Linked DNA regions of Rattus norvegicus: region 1 is linked to region 2. A link is a contact called in public Hi-C data. All regions are on one chromosome and are shown on one strand. Each heading gives the region's core, a stretch centred on a gene start, on an enhancer-like site or on the middle of the called end of the contact. The rest is flanking DNA. Distances are from core to core; before and after follow the strand shown. Region 1 overlaps Snap23 (synaptosome associated protein 23). Region 2 overlaps Zfp106 (zinc finger protein 106).

The links. Hi-C and Micro-C count contacts between places; a contact is called where the count stands out from the background.
Region 1: a Hi-C map of psoas muscle shows a contact between it and region 2, with 1.8 times the contacts expected there. The contact joins two enhancer-like sites. A contact is called at or near these places in 2 of 12 Hi-C or Micro-C datasets (kidney and psoas muscle).

Annotation. Positions count from the first base shown.
Region 1 is chr3:127,994,527-128,000,692 of GRCr8, reverse strand. It overlaps Snap23 (synaptosome associated protein 23), which reads right to left. Exons shown (of 8, transcript NM_022689.2): 8 at 2,624-4,433. The coding sequence ends at 4,368. It also overlaps a transcript of Lrrc57 not described here. Among named protein-coding and RNA genes, the nearest start is that of Haus2, 9.3 kb to the left of the region's middle. Within about 2 kb of position 4,597, at least 6 of the 93 cell types and tissues checked have an H3K27ac peak or open chromatin away from gene starts, as enhancers often do.
Region 2 is chr3:127,919,127-127,925,642 of GRCr8, reverse strand. It overlaps Zfp106 (zinc finger protein 106), which reads left to right. Exons shown (of 21, transcript NM_001419871.1): 14 at 491-607; 15 at 3,314-3,505; 16 at 3,938-4,000; 17 at 5,177-5,296; 18 at 5,783-5,854. Among named protein-coding and RNA genes, the nearest start is that of Zfp106, 42 kb to the left of the region's middle. Within about 2 kb of position 2,657, at least 1 of the 93 cell types and tissues checked has an H3K27ac peak or open chromatin away from gene starts, as enhancers often do.

The DNA of each region.
Region 1 (6,166 bases), core at 3,348-5,847, 73 kb before region 2:
TCCCTAAATCTAATCCGAATTAACTGCTCCATCTGCTGATAGAGTACTTCCCACATCCTATATTTATCTCTCTTGCTAAACTGAAGTGCTTGACGTTAAAAACCATATAAAGGGGCTGGAGCAAGAGCTCAAGAGAAAAAAAAGCACTAGTCCTTGCAGGGGACCCAGATTCAGTTCCTGTACCAACAAGCTGGTTCCAACACCCTCTTCTGGCTTCTGGGCACTAGGCATACATGTGCTACACATACACACATGCAACCGTAACACTCATAAACAAAATCCTTTTAAAAAACAAAAACATACCCAATACGCCTTAAATTTTAGTTTGGTTTGGAGTCATCTAGTACATGGAGTAAAGTCACAGGCACTGTACTTGGAGAAATCAACATATAGATCCACTTTGTTACTTAATAGCTTTCTGGGCAATTTACTCTCATCTGTAAATATAGGGAATACCTCTATACTTGACTTTCTCGAGTATGTATTATAAAGAAAAAAATCATAAAAGTGATTTAGCTCAGTGGTAGAGCACTTGCCTAGCAAGCGCAAGGCCCTGGGTTCGGTCCCCCAGCTCCGAAAAAAAGAAAAGGAAAAAAAAAAAAGTGACACAACAGGAACCCAATGAAACAAGCGATTTATCTTATCTATAAAGAGGCAAAGACAAACAAACCAATTAATGACTTCAGGATAAGGAATCTGAATATCAAATATGAGGGATAAATTAGGATAACTTGGAATTTTAATGAGAGCATCCAGGAAAATACCATTCAGGTAACTTCTGCTTTTTATTTTCATTACATTCTTATGTGTATGTGCACACAAGCTTGCATACAGTGCAGCACATGTGGAAGTCAGAGGAAAACTTTTAGGTGGTTCTTCTACCATTTAGGTCCTGGAGTTCAAACTTGGGTTGTCTGGCTTGGCAGCAAGTACCCTTACCTGCTAAGCCATATCATTGGCCCTTTTTGTTTTGAGTATGTTTCACATATCCCAGGTTGTCCTGAAACTGTGTACCTGAGAATGACCTTGAACTCCTGATCCTCCTGCTACCCCCTACCTAGTGCTGAGTTTGGAGGGGCATGGCACCACATCTGGCTTACATGGTAAAACAGAACTGAACCTAGGGATACTTGTATACTAGGCAAGCACCTCATGATCTGAGCAGTTCTACATTCCCAATCCTAAACCTTAACCTCCGAGTTCAAGGCCAGCGTGATCTACAGAGTGAGTTTCAGGATAGCCAAGACTACACAGAAAATCCTGTGTCAAGACCAACCAACCAACCAACCAACCAACCAAAAGTTCAGTACAAGATGCTAGCTCTTATTTGTAGTCATAGGTATTATATACAAGGTCACGATATTAGAAAACACACCAAAACCTTAATTTTAAATGCTCATTATAGGATGTCTAGAATATAGATGTTTAAGTTAATAGAATAGTCATAATCCATATGTGATAAGGAAAAATTAAGAATCGAAGACTGAAAAATACATTAAAACTGAAGAAGGGATGAATAGGTACAGCTGTGTAAGTTAAGACTAAGATGAAATTTGAGCTTTACTGTTTTTAAAAAACTTTGAAGTTGGACCTAGTGGCACACTTAATTTCAGTATCTGTGGAGCAAAGACTGGTATATCTCTGGGTTTGAGGCCAGCCAGGATTACAACTTTTAATTCCAGCACTTGGGAAACAGAGGCAGGCTGATCTCTGAGTTCAAGGCCAGCGAGATCTACAGAGTGAGTTCCAGGAGAGCTAAGGCTACACAGAAAATCCTGTGTCAAGAACAACCAACCAACCAACCAACCAAAAGTTCAGTATAAGATGCTAGCTCTTATTTGTAGTCATAGGTATTATATACAAGGTCACGATATTAGAAGACACACCAAAACCAGAATCCCAGGTGACTCCAGCTTGTGTTATGCTATTGTATCTCAAAAATAACAGCAACAGTGGGTATGGTGGCTCCGCAGACAAAGGTGCTTGGTATCTGCTTCCATGCTTTTTTCTTTGGGTCGGGAGAGGAGCTATGTTGTCTTTGACCAAAAAGAGCTCCCGGGGCTGGGGATTTAGCTCAGTGGTAGAGCGCTTACCTAGGAAGCGCAAGGCCCTGGGTTCGGTCCCCAGCTCCGAAAAAAAGAAAAAAAAAAAAAAACAAGAGCTCCCTCCATTCTAGAGAAAATAGCTATCATTTAGGAGAGTTACACCTAATAGGCACTCTTTCAAGAGTTTTGTTGGGGGCTGCAGAGATGGCTCAGCAGTTAAGAGCACTGACTGCTCTTCCAGAGGTCCTGAGTGCAATTCCCAGCAACCACATGGTGGCTCACAACCATCTGTGTAATAAGATCTGGTGCCCTCTTCTGGTGCGTCTGAAGACAGCTACATTTGAAGACAGCTACAGTGTACTTATATACATAATAAATAAATCTTAAAAAAATAGTTTTGTTGGTTGATTTTGGGGGGGTGGGGTAGAAGCTGTTTCTGGACACAATTTACTCTAGGCTAGCCCACAAACTCATTGGGTAGATTGATTGTGCCTCAGGTTCCCAAACATTGGGATTACCCATGTGGCCTGTGAGCCTGGCATATTCTAAGAAATTTCTGGGCATTACTGGTCTGTAAATTAGTTTATAAAACAGGATTTATTAATTCCCATTTACAGATATAGAAATTAAGGCAAGAAATAAGCATGCATTCACACCAGCCAGCAAGAGCAAAGGGTTGCTTTAGTGCATATTCTAGCCAAATATACCTTGGATACTACCTTTTGGTACTGTTCCTTTGGACAAATCAGCATGTTGTTTTTAAATGACTAAGGGAAGCACTTTTGGGCACAGCACAGTCCAGTGTTTTACACTCAGCCATACTTCATACATTAGGTATCTGTACCCAATAAGCTCTTCACTCTGGCATGGAACACTGCTTTGTTTTGCACACTGTCCTCTTCACCCTCTGAATGTTGCTATGCTAGATGCATCTTCTTCAATACATGACTTGAATTCTCACTCAGAAATACTCAGTAGTGTATTTAAGTTCAAACGACTAAGACAAGTAATGTCTAGAATGAACTCAAAGCAAACCGTAGGAAGTCCTGTACACACTTCTGGTGAAAATTAGAGAAGAGCTAATGCAACTTTCTATTGGAGTGCATGACGTATGGACATTTGCTTTATCTAATGTTAACAAAAGCTGGTAAAATGATTGCCCCTACAAATAAGTCATAGAAACATCACCTATTTGAAGAACAATACCATTAATTACAAAATTTAATTGTAAGAATCAAGCAATGGTTACTGGTCAAACCGATCTACTTTGCGCTAATTGCGATCTACAATCAGCAATTGTACATGCTGATTTTTAAACAAAGGTGACAAATACCAGTTCAGCTTTCCTAACACTTCAGGGTCTACACAAACTTGATTCTGTGTGTAAGGCAGAGAGAATGGCAGTGTGGTCATCAATAATTAATCAAAGGCATAATTTTCCAAACAACTTTTAGTAACAGATTATAACTTTTTAAATGTCTAAAACTATACAAAACTCAAAGCAATCTATTTTTCTACCTGAGATCAAAACAAGTCTTTTTCATATCTAAACATAATTCTTATGAGGTAAATCTGAATTCACATGATACACCCTGCTTTAGTGAGGAAGTCTCCGATTTCACATATATATGTACATCTTTTCAAGGCTACTGACAACTCCATGAAGTTAACAGGCCTGCAATGGGACCATGCTATGACTTACTGTATGAGAATAAAAGGCACTCGTTTATATAGTGTTCCTGCATGTGCAATATGAAACGGGACCCAAGAGCCTACGTTTATACCCAAATCACTAAGGATTTAGGAGTGAAGCTCACTTCTGGAAAACTCACTGTACTCTCTTTGGAGCAGAAGCTGAAAAACAGTGTAGAACAAAACACGTGTGAAAGCTCCTACCCCAAGCACTGAGGGTTTTTTGTGACCTGTAGTTTCTTTAATGAGTCACTTCATTTCTTCTTCCTTCCTCTTGCTCTTTACCATAAAACCAAAACCAAACCAAAACCAAGCCAACCAACCAATAATGGCAAAAGCTACTTATCCAGCTGCCTCCCTTCATGGCTCTTTGGCAATGCTTCCAAGTCTTGAACACAAAAGCTAAATGACGAGATGGAGAGACTAAGTGATGTACAGAAAGCAGCCTACAAGAGTAAACTGAGAAAGACTGTAAGAACGCCTGAGCAAGAACCTACCCCAAAAGACAGAAAGGAAGGAAGGAGGAGGGATCCTCCTCCCGCCCTTCTCGCACAGTCTTTCAAACTGAGTAAGAAAAGACTCAGCAGGAGCCCGAGACTGAGTTAACAGGTAAAGAAGTACAGCAGGGTTTTAGCTGTCAATGAGTTTCTTTGCTCTTGTATTGGCAATGTCAATGCGATTCTTGTTGGTGTCAGCCTGAAAAAAACAAAAACAAACGTCAGTATCCGTTCACAAAATAAGCCATTTTAAACGCAAATTAAGCCGAGGGAGGCAGGCGTAGCTCAGTTGGTAGTGTCTGCCCAGATGCACTGGGTTCAATTTCACAGCACTGCATAAAAAGTGGCCGGCATCACGGCATGTGCCTGCTATGTGCCAGGATAGCAATCCTAGAACTTGGCCCTCAGTAAGCAGTCTTCCTCAACTACACAGTGAATCCGAAGCCAGCCAAGGCTACATGGAATTCTGTTTCAAAACTCACGTTTAATTTTAGCTGAGGACACAGCTCAGGGGCAGAATATATGATTTGCAATTCTATGGACATACATTCACTCGCAAACATGTACATACACATACACATGCACAAACATGAAACATTTCATGTATTTGGGAACTACATATGGGAATAAGCCTGTAATCTCAGCACTCAAAAGGATATGGCAAGAATATCATGAGTTCAACACCAGCCAGGGTTCCAGTCAAACTGTCTCAAAATAACAGCAGTTAAGAGGGTGGGATATAGTTCAGTGGTAGATTACTTGCCTCCCACACATGAGGTCCTATGTTCAATCACCAGTGCAACAAAAAACATAAAATTTTATATTATTTTGAGACATGGTATCTCTCTGTAGCCCTGGCTGTCCCAGAACTCACTCTGTAGAGAACAGGCTGGCCTTGAACTCACAGAGATCCACCTGCCTCTGCTTCTCTCAGGGCAGAGATTAAAGGCCACCAGCAATCAGCAAAATTTAAATAATGTGTATGGGTGTTTTGCCTGCATGTATGTCTGTGCACCATGTGTCTATGGAAGCCATGAAGTTGTTGGATCCCCTGGAACTGGAATAAGCCACCATGTGGGTGTTGAGAATTGTTTCCCAGTCCTCTTGAAGACCAAGAAGTGCTCCCTGCCACCCCAAGGTTGCAGACACACACCACCATGTGTAGCTTGTATATGAGTACTTAGGATCAAATGCAAGTCCTCACACTTGCATTGCAAGCACTTCCCAACTGAGCCACCTCCCAAGGCCTTCTAACTTAGATTTTGAGACTAGATCTGATTGCCTCGGTTGGCCTTGAGCTTATGAGTTCAAGTGATCTTTCCACTCCTCTGGAGTGGCTGGAATTATGGGCAACAACACTGGTTCCAGCCCATTTTCTTTTTTCTTTTTTTTTTTTTCCAGAGCTGGGGACCGAACTCAGGGCCTTGCGCTTGCTAGGCAAGCGCTCTACCACTGAGCTAAATCCCCAACCCCTCCAGCCCATTTTTGATGCAATAAAGTATGACAAGAATGCTCTCTGAGCAGAAGTTTCATTTGGAGCTACTGAGCTCTGACCAAAGAGACTGAAATAACTTTGCCAAAGATCTTTGGAACAGATGTACTGCCACCCACAGAAGCATCTAAATTAAAATGATGTGTAATCTATACCCTAAACCCAGGGTTCAGCACTGCAAGCATCTTAGGAACCAAGTGGCTCCAGTCCAAGCGCCAAAAGAGGTCAGAGGGTTTCATACTCCTTAAAGCTGGAGTTATAGGCATTGCGAGGCCCCTGACATGGTTTCTGGGAATAAACCAGATCCTCTGTAAGAGCAGTAAGTGTTCTTAATCAATGAACCATCTTTCCAGTCACACATGACCCTATACAAGAACTAGTCTACAGAATTGGTTTTTGCTACTGACTCCTGAAATGAAGCTGTACGATTTTACTTCTAG
Region 2 (6,516 bases), core at 1,408-3,907:
CCTCTGGCCTCCACACCAGTCAGTGTCTTATGTGTCCATCAAGCAGCAAGTCCAGGCTGGTATCAAGTTAACTACATAGAATTTCTGATTCTCCTGCTTCTACCTCCCAAATACTGAGAAACAGGCATAGGCCACCACACCCTGTTTGTGATGTGCTTCGGACTGAACCCAGGGCTCCATGCCTGCTAGCTACAACTCCAGCCTGCCAGGGGCATCTTTATCTAGAGATAAAGATTAAAAAGCTTAAGACGTAAATAAGTAAATACATAAATAAATATTTTAAAAGAAGCTTAAGACTCAAGTTAGCCCTTTAAAGAATTCATGTTTTTAATTAGAAATACCAGTATCGTTAGAGTTTTTTATTTTTTTGATAGTACCACACCCTACGATCTTGGCCTTACACTTAAAAGTGTTTCGAGGAACAATTGTTCACACTTCTCATTGCCACTCCCCTCTGTTAGTAAGGAATTGTTTCGTTTTGTTTTTTCAGACCCGAGAATGTATGGAACAGTTACAGCTGGAAGACCGGGTTCTCTGCCTTCATAATAGATGGCGGACCCTCTATGCTGGTCTAGCAAATGGCACTGTGGTCACATTCAACATAAAGGTTAGTGGTTGGGGAAGCAGGCTGGATTTCCCTGCCCTTTGTAAGTAGACCGGCTTTCTCTGGTAGGAAACAGCAAGTAGTCATTTCTCTCTCTGAGGAAACAATAGAACTGGCCTTTATTCAAAAACCACTGCTTTCCAGTGCAAGTGAGATCAGTCCTCTGTTGGGTCAGCTCAGACTCATGTGTGCTAGGACGACCAAAGTGCAGTCCTACTAAAACTAAACCAAGCCTGGGTATTTGGGCCAAATAATGAGTCATATGTTAAGCCAGTCCGTCTGATTTAAGAATGACACCATGGAAAGTGAATTCGAGTTCCCTGATGTATGGCACTTATGTAGCTGGAGACTGCTCTGTGAGGTGAAGTCATTCTGAGGTTTCTTTAACAGCCTCATTCTTTTCCAACTCATGTGGTGAGCAAACTTCTTCCTTTGCTGGGCCCCAGAGTTTCCTAGTTTATGTTGCTATGATAAAATGCCCAATCAAAATCAACTCAAAAAAGTCTATTTGGCTGAAGGCAACACAAGCCAGTCATATCCACAGCCAAGAAGAGAAGGAAGTGAATACATGCATGCAGGCTTTCTGTATTTGGCTCCCTTACTGCACTTAAACGGGCAGCATCTAAACCTAGGGAGTGCTGCACCTGCAGTGGGTGGTTCACGTCCTCCCCACTTAGTGCATTCAGGACAGTCTCTCATTACCCACAATGCAACCTGACAGACCTCACTGAGACTCTCTTCCCAGGCGATCCTAGGTTGTATCTAGTTGATAATGAAAATTGCATTATACAGAGTTCGGTTACAGAGTTCCTGGTGGTGAGATATGAGAGTAGTAAGCTTGTGCCCCAGGAGACTTGATCTCGCTTCTGTTTAAGAAGAAGGTAAGTGTGCATTGACAAACTTGGGTAGGACTTACTGGTAGAATCAGGGACACCTTGTGGGAATGCCTTGTGGCAGCTGACATGAAGGACGGGCTGAGGAAAAGGGAGTGGGAGCACTATCCATGGAGGCAGGGTTCCCAAGTGTGACTGGTGTAGCTCCACCCCTCGTCATTGCCAGGGTTCCTCTGCTGTGGCACTGACTAGCACGGTGTAAGAAATGTGATGTTTGGGCCTTTTGGAAACTTTTCAAATGACATTTGAAGACTCTAGTACGTTTATAATAAGTGATTTGGTCCATTGTTATTGTGACAAGTGCAGATTTTTTTTAATTGAAGTGCCAGTCTCCTGATCAGATTGAATTAAGCAATAGGAATAAAGACAAAAGGGCAAAATTAAAATTCTATTTATAAGGCAAAAGCTTAATAGTTATAAGATATATTTCTTTTGTACAGGTTTTGTTGTTAGAGATTGACATTACAAAGGGAGAGTTTGTCAGGCAGAAAAGGTTTTAGATGGTTGAAAGTCAAGAAGTAGAGGGCAGCTTTACAAATGGTTGTGTGCATGAGATTTGCACATGAGGACTGGCTCTTTTTGGCCCATGTTCTAGCATGCAGAATATAGTGCTCAGGAGAGATAGTCTCCCTCTGTCCCTCACTGCACACTGAACTCCAGACAGCTCTTAGCATGTCAGGATGGCTTGATGTCATTGCTTATATGAAAGCTGCTGCTTTCTGCTTAGTTTCTGGGAGTTTTACTTTATGTATGTACCCAACGTATCTTTTTAAAAAAATGAAGCTTTATGAGCAAGATTGGCAAGCAGGGAGAAGAGATAGGGGAGAGAGACATGCATGAAGAACACGTGTTTTAGAATCTGTGGTGTAAACATGCCATTCTGATAGGAAGACTGCTGTCTTCTGTTAAAACACCTCATAAGACAGACATCTGGGGGTGAGGGTATGGCAGAAGAGCAAAGTAACACAAACGTGGAAAATTTAAGTTTACTTATTTTGTTTTAGATTAGTTTATCTTATTTTATGTGTAAGAGTGTTTTGCCTGCATATGTCTGTGCACCACATGCCCACAGAGGTCAGTCAGGTCTTTCCTGAGAGGTTGGAATCTTCATTACACTGGAGAGAGGGCTGGTGATTAAGAGGATCAGATTTCTGTTCCTAGCCCTCACATCATGCTGCTCACAGTGCTAGTAACTCCAGATCCAGGGGAGCCAGTACCCTCAGATAGCCTCCACTGGGACCTGAATACATGTGCACACACACAGGCATACAATAAATAAAAATAAATTAAAATTGTTTAAGAACATAGTCACTTCTCAGCAGAGATAGTTTGAAATGTCATGAGATTATATAGCATATTCTTTGGAGGGACAAAACACAATGGGAACATAGGCATGGTGACTTATGCCTGTAATTCGAGCAGTATGAAGGCCGAGACAGGAGAATTTATGCGTTTGAGAGTAGTTTGGGCTGGCTACCTAGTTCAAGGTCAGCTGAGCTGCATAGCAAGCAAAGGAAAGAAAAATAACACTGGAGGAGTCCCAAGTCTGGCAGAGACTACGCTGGAGTCGGGTGTTGTTAGGGTCAGTACAGTTCAGCTCAAGGATAGAAAAGAATTTGCTGTGTGGGTTTGCACTACTAGATCAGGGGAGGGGAGGTCATAAGTAGCAAAGAAGATTGGAGCTGTCATGCAAGGGTTTGGAACATTGGGGATTTGGGGTGGGCAGTAGATGGGAGGGTTTATATAGCAGTTTGAGTTAGCTGTTTTTGGCGTTTTTTGGTAAGTTGCTTTTATGGAATGGTTGGTTGTTTTTCAGAACAACAAGCGACAGGAAATCTTTGAATGCCATGGCCCTCGGGCAGTCAGCTGCCTCGCCACAGCTCAGGAAGGTGCACGAAAACTGCTGGTTGTAGGATCTTACGACTGCACCATTAGTGTTCGAGATGCCCGAAACGGATTGCTGCTCAGAACCCTGGAGGGCCACAGCAAGACTGTTCTCTGCATGAAGGTGAGTGAATGGGTGGTGGCGTGAACAGCATTTCTGCTGCTCTGCAGTGTTGTTAGAACATGGCTTCATCCTGTAGCGCACAGTCGAGGGGATTATAGTCCTTTGTGCCTGGATCACAAAGTGAACAACCATTTTTAATAACGCTGGCGAGAAACAAATGTATCTTACTGTAGTGTGGCCACACTTCATGCCCTTCTAGGGTAGTTCATAGTTGTCCTGTGTAGGTCATGAACCTAGCAATGCCCTGGCAAGTTCATCAGTGCCTGGTGGTAAGGCACGCATTTTCAGTTAGAAAATGTGTCTGGGAAACATTATTTTATGCAGTTTGTGTTCATCTTAAAATAGGAAATTCACAGCCACCAGTATGCTTTACAAGTTAGAGAGGAGACAGAACTTACACAGAAGTTAATCTATTGCCTGTTTCTCTTTAAGGTGGTGAACGACCTCGTGTTCAGTGGCTCCAGTGACCAGTCGGTGCATGCTCACAACATTCACGTAAGCTGTGTTGCTGAGGGGACGGAAGTTTTAGATGAGAGTCTAAAGCTTGGAGGCTTCCTCAGCCCTGGGTCTTTTACATCTGACCCATTGTCTAGGGAAGCCCATGTGCATGTGTGTGCTCTTCGGTGATCTCAAACCCAGAATCCCAACCTTACCAAAGAGAATTAATCAGGAAGACTTGGGGTTTTGGAAGGTTTCATTTGAAGGCCTCTTTTGAACTCGGGGCTCTTAGTGAGTGTTTAAAGTACATAAACAGACATGAACGGTTGAGAGCCTGCCCTCGATCTCAGAGAAGAGTAGCTCTTCCTGATCTCTAGATGGCATTGGCCATCATGACATGTTACTTGGGACTAGTGAAATGGTTAATAGAGTGCGGCTTGGCGATTGTTTCTTATTTCAGATTGTTTCTTTGTATGTTGCATTTGTATATATAAAATAAATATCTTGAGTATAAATACAAAAGTTCTTTCATATATATAGCCTGAAGGTAATTTTGTTTTTAATATGTTTTTTAAGTTTTGACTGTGACCTGACACATGGGTGAGGCATAGGACTTTCACCTGTGATTGATGTCTGCTCTAAAGCTGTAGATTTTAGAGCATTTCTGATACTTGGATCAGGAATACTCATACTTCAAAAACAGGAGATTGTGGATGGCTCAGCAGGTAAAGGCGCTTACCACAAAACCTGACAAGATATGTTCAGTCCCCTTAATCCATATGTAGAAGGCGAGAACTGACTCTCCTACGCTGTTCTCTGACCTCCAGTGTGTGTGCTGTGGCCTGTGTGCCTGAACAGAAACACAAAGTCAGAAATGTGGTTTTTCCAGTTTTGTTTTGTTTTCTTGAGACACAGTTTCTCTGTGTAGCCCTGGCTGTCCTTGAAACTCTGTCTGTAGACTGTCTTGGAACTCAGATCCATCCTCCTGCCTCTGCTTCCCCAGTGCTGGAATCAAAGGCGTGGTCCGCCACTACCTGGCTTGTCAATAAATGTTAAAGTCTGAGGGTATGTGTAATGTTTCTGTAGCTGACGTCCTTGAGAGTAAAAACATGAGCTGTTAGCATTAGAACAGCCGCATTATTTACCTCGGAATCTTCCCTTAGAACTTTACAATCAGAAAATGCAACTAGAATCCTAAGAACCAGTCTAATGAGTGTCTCTCTTCTGATACAGACTGGTGAGCTCGTGCGCATCTATAAAGGCCACAACCACGCAGTGACTGTGGTGAATATTCTGGGGAAAGTGATGGTGACGGCTTGCCTGGACAAGTTTGTTCGTGTCTATGAGTTACAGGTAGGATGAGGTCCACATACTGTGTATGACGCTTAGTGCTGGTGTGAGGTTGGATTGGCACCTGAGTCCATACTTTCAGAAGCCTTCTAAAATGGTTAGGAAGCAGCCAGGCCAAGGACGGCACTCAGAAACCACTCTGAGATACTTGATCAGGCTCCTGGTTGTCAAAACTAGTATTTTTGTATTTATTGCCTGCCTTTTATGGGTGGTGGGGTAGATAGGTGAAGAGGGATTGAGACAGGGTTGTACAGCCCTAGGTAGCTAAGGATATCGCTGAACTCCTGACCCCGCGTGCTGAACTTAGTGTCATCATTGACACGACTTACAGGCTTTCTGGAAAGCATCAGTAGCTTTTTAAAGCCTGTTCAGCCCTCCTTACAATGGTTTCAGGTTTGAGACTTTGGTTGTAAAGACATTGGTGATAATGTATAATTTATCAAGTCCTCCCGCTGACTTAATTCTCTGATTTTTTTCCTTCTGCTTAAGTCCCATGATCGACTGCAAGTTTATGGAGGGCACAAAGACATGATTATGTGTATGACCATCCATAAAAGTGTGGTGGGTATCTCTTGTTTTGTCAAATCTTTGCCTTTATGTTTACTACTTAAAACTCCATATGCTGCTGATAATGTGTCTACTAAGTGACTTTTTTTTTCTCGGAGCTGGGGACCGAACCCAGGGCCTTGTGCTTGCTATACTAAGTGACATCTTAACAGTTTGATTGTGATGTGCCCCATTACTAAGTGTCCTGCTTCTTGTCATAAGGAGTGACCCAGCAGTGTTGCTGAGCATTGTTTCCATCAATAGCTAAAATGAGTGCAGCGAAATCCGTTACCACTGCTAATTGGAAGGTGCAATTAGATGCTTAAAAAAACAAAGCCAAAAAACACTGCTCTTGCAGACATGCTGTGAACGGGACACTGGAAACAGAGTCAGCAGGATTTTTGGCCAGTGTGGCACAGTTACAGGCAACTCACCTAACCCTGCTTAACCAACCTTCTTACTTGTTTTTAGATAAGGTTTTACTGTGTAGCCTTGTTAGGCCTAGAACTCATTGTGTAGACTAAGGCTAGCTTCAAACTCAACCTAGAGATCAGCCTGCCTCTGCCTCCTCAGTGCTGGAATTTAAGTGCCATCACACCTGGCTCCCTGCTTAATTTAGGGTTTTTAATCGTGAGGCTGAACCAGGATGGATGTTTTCAAGATCTTGAATAGTAAAG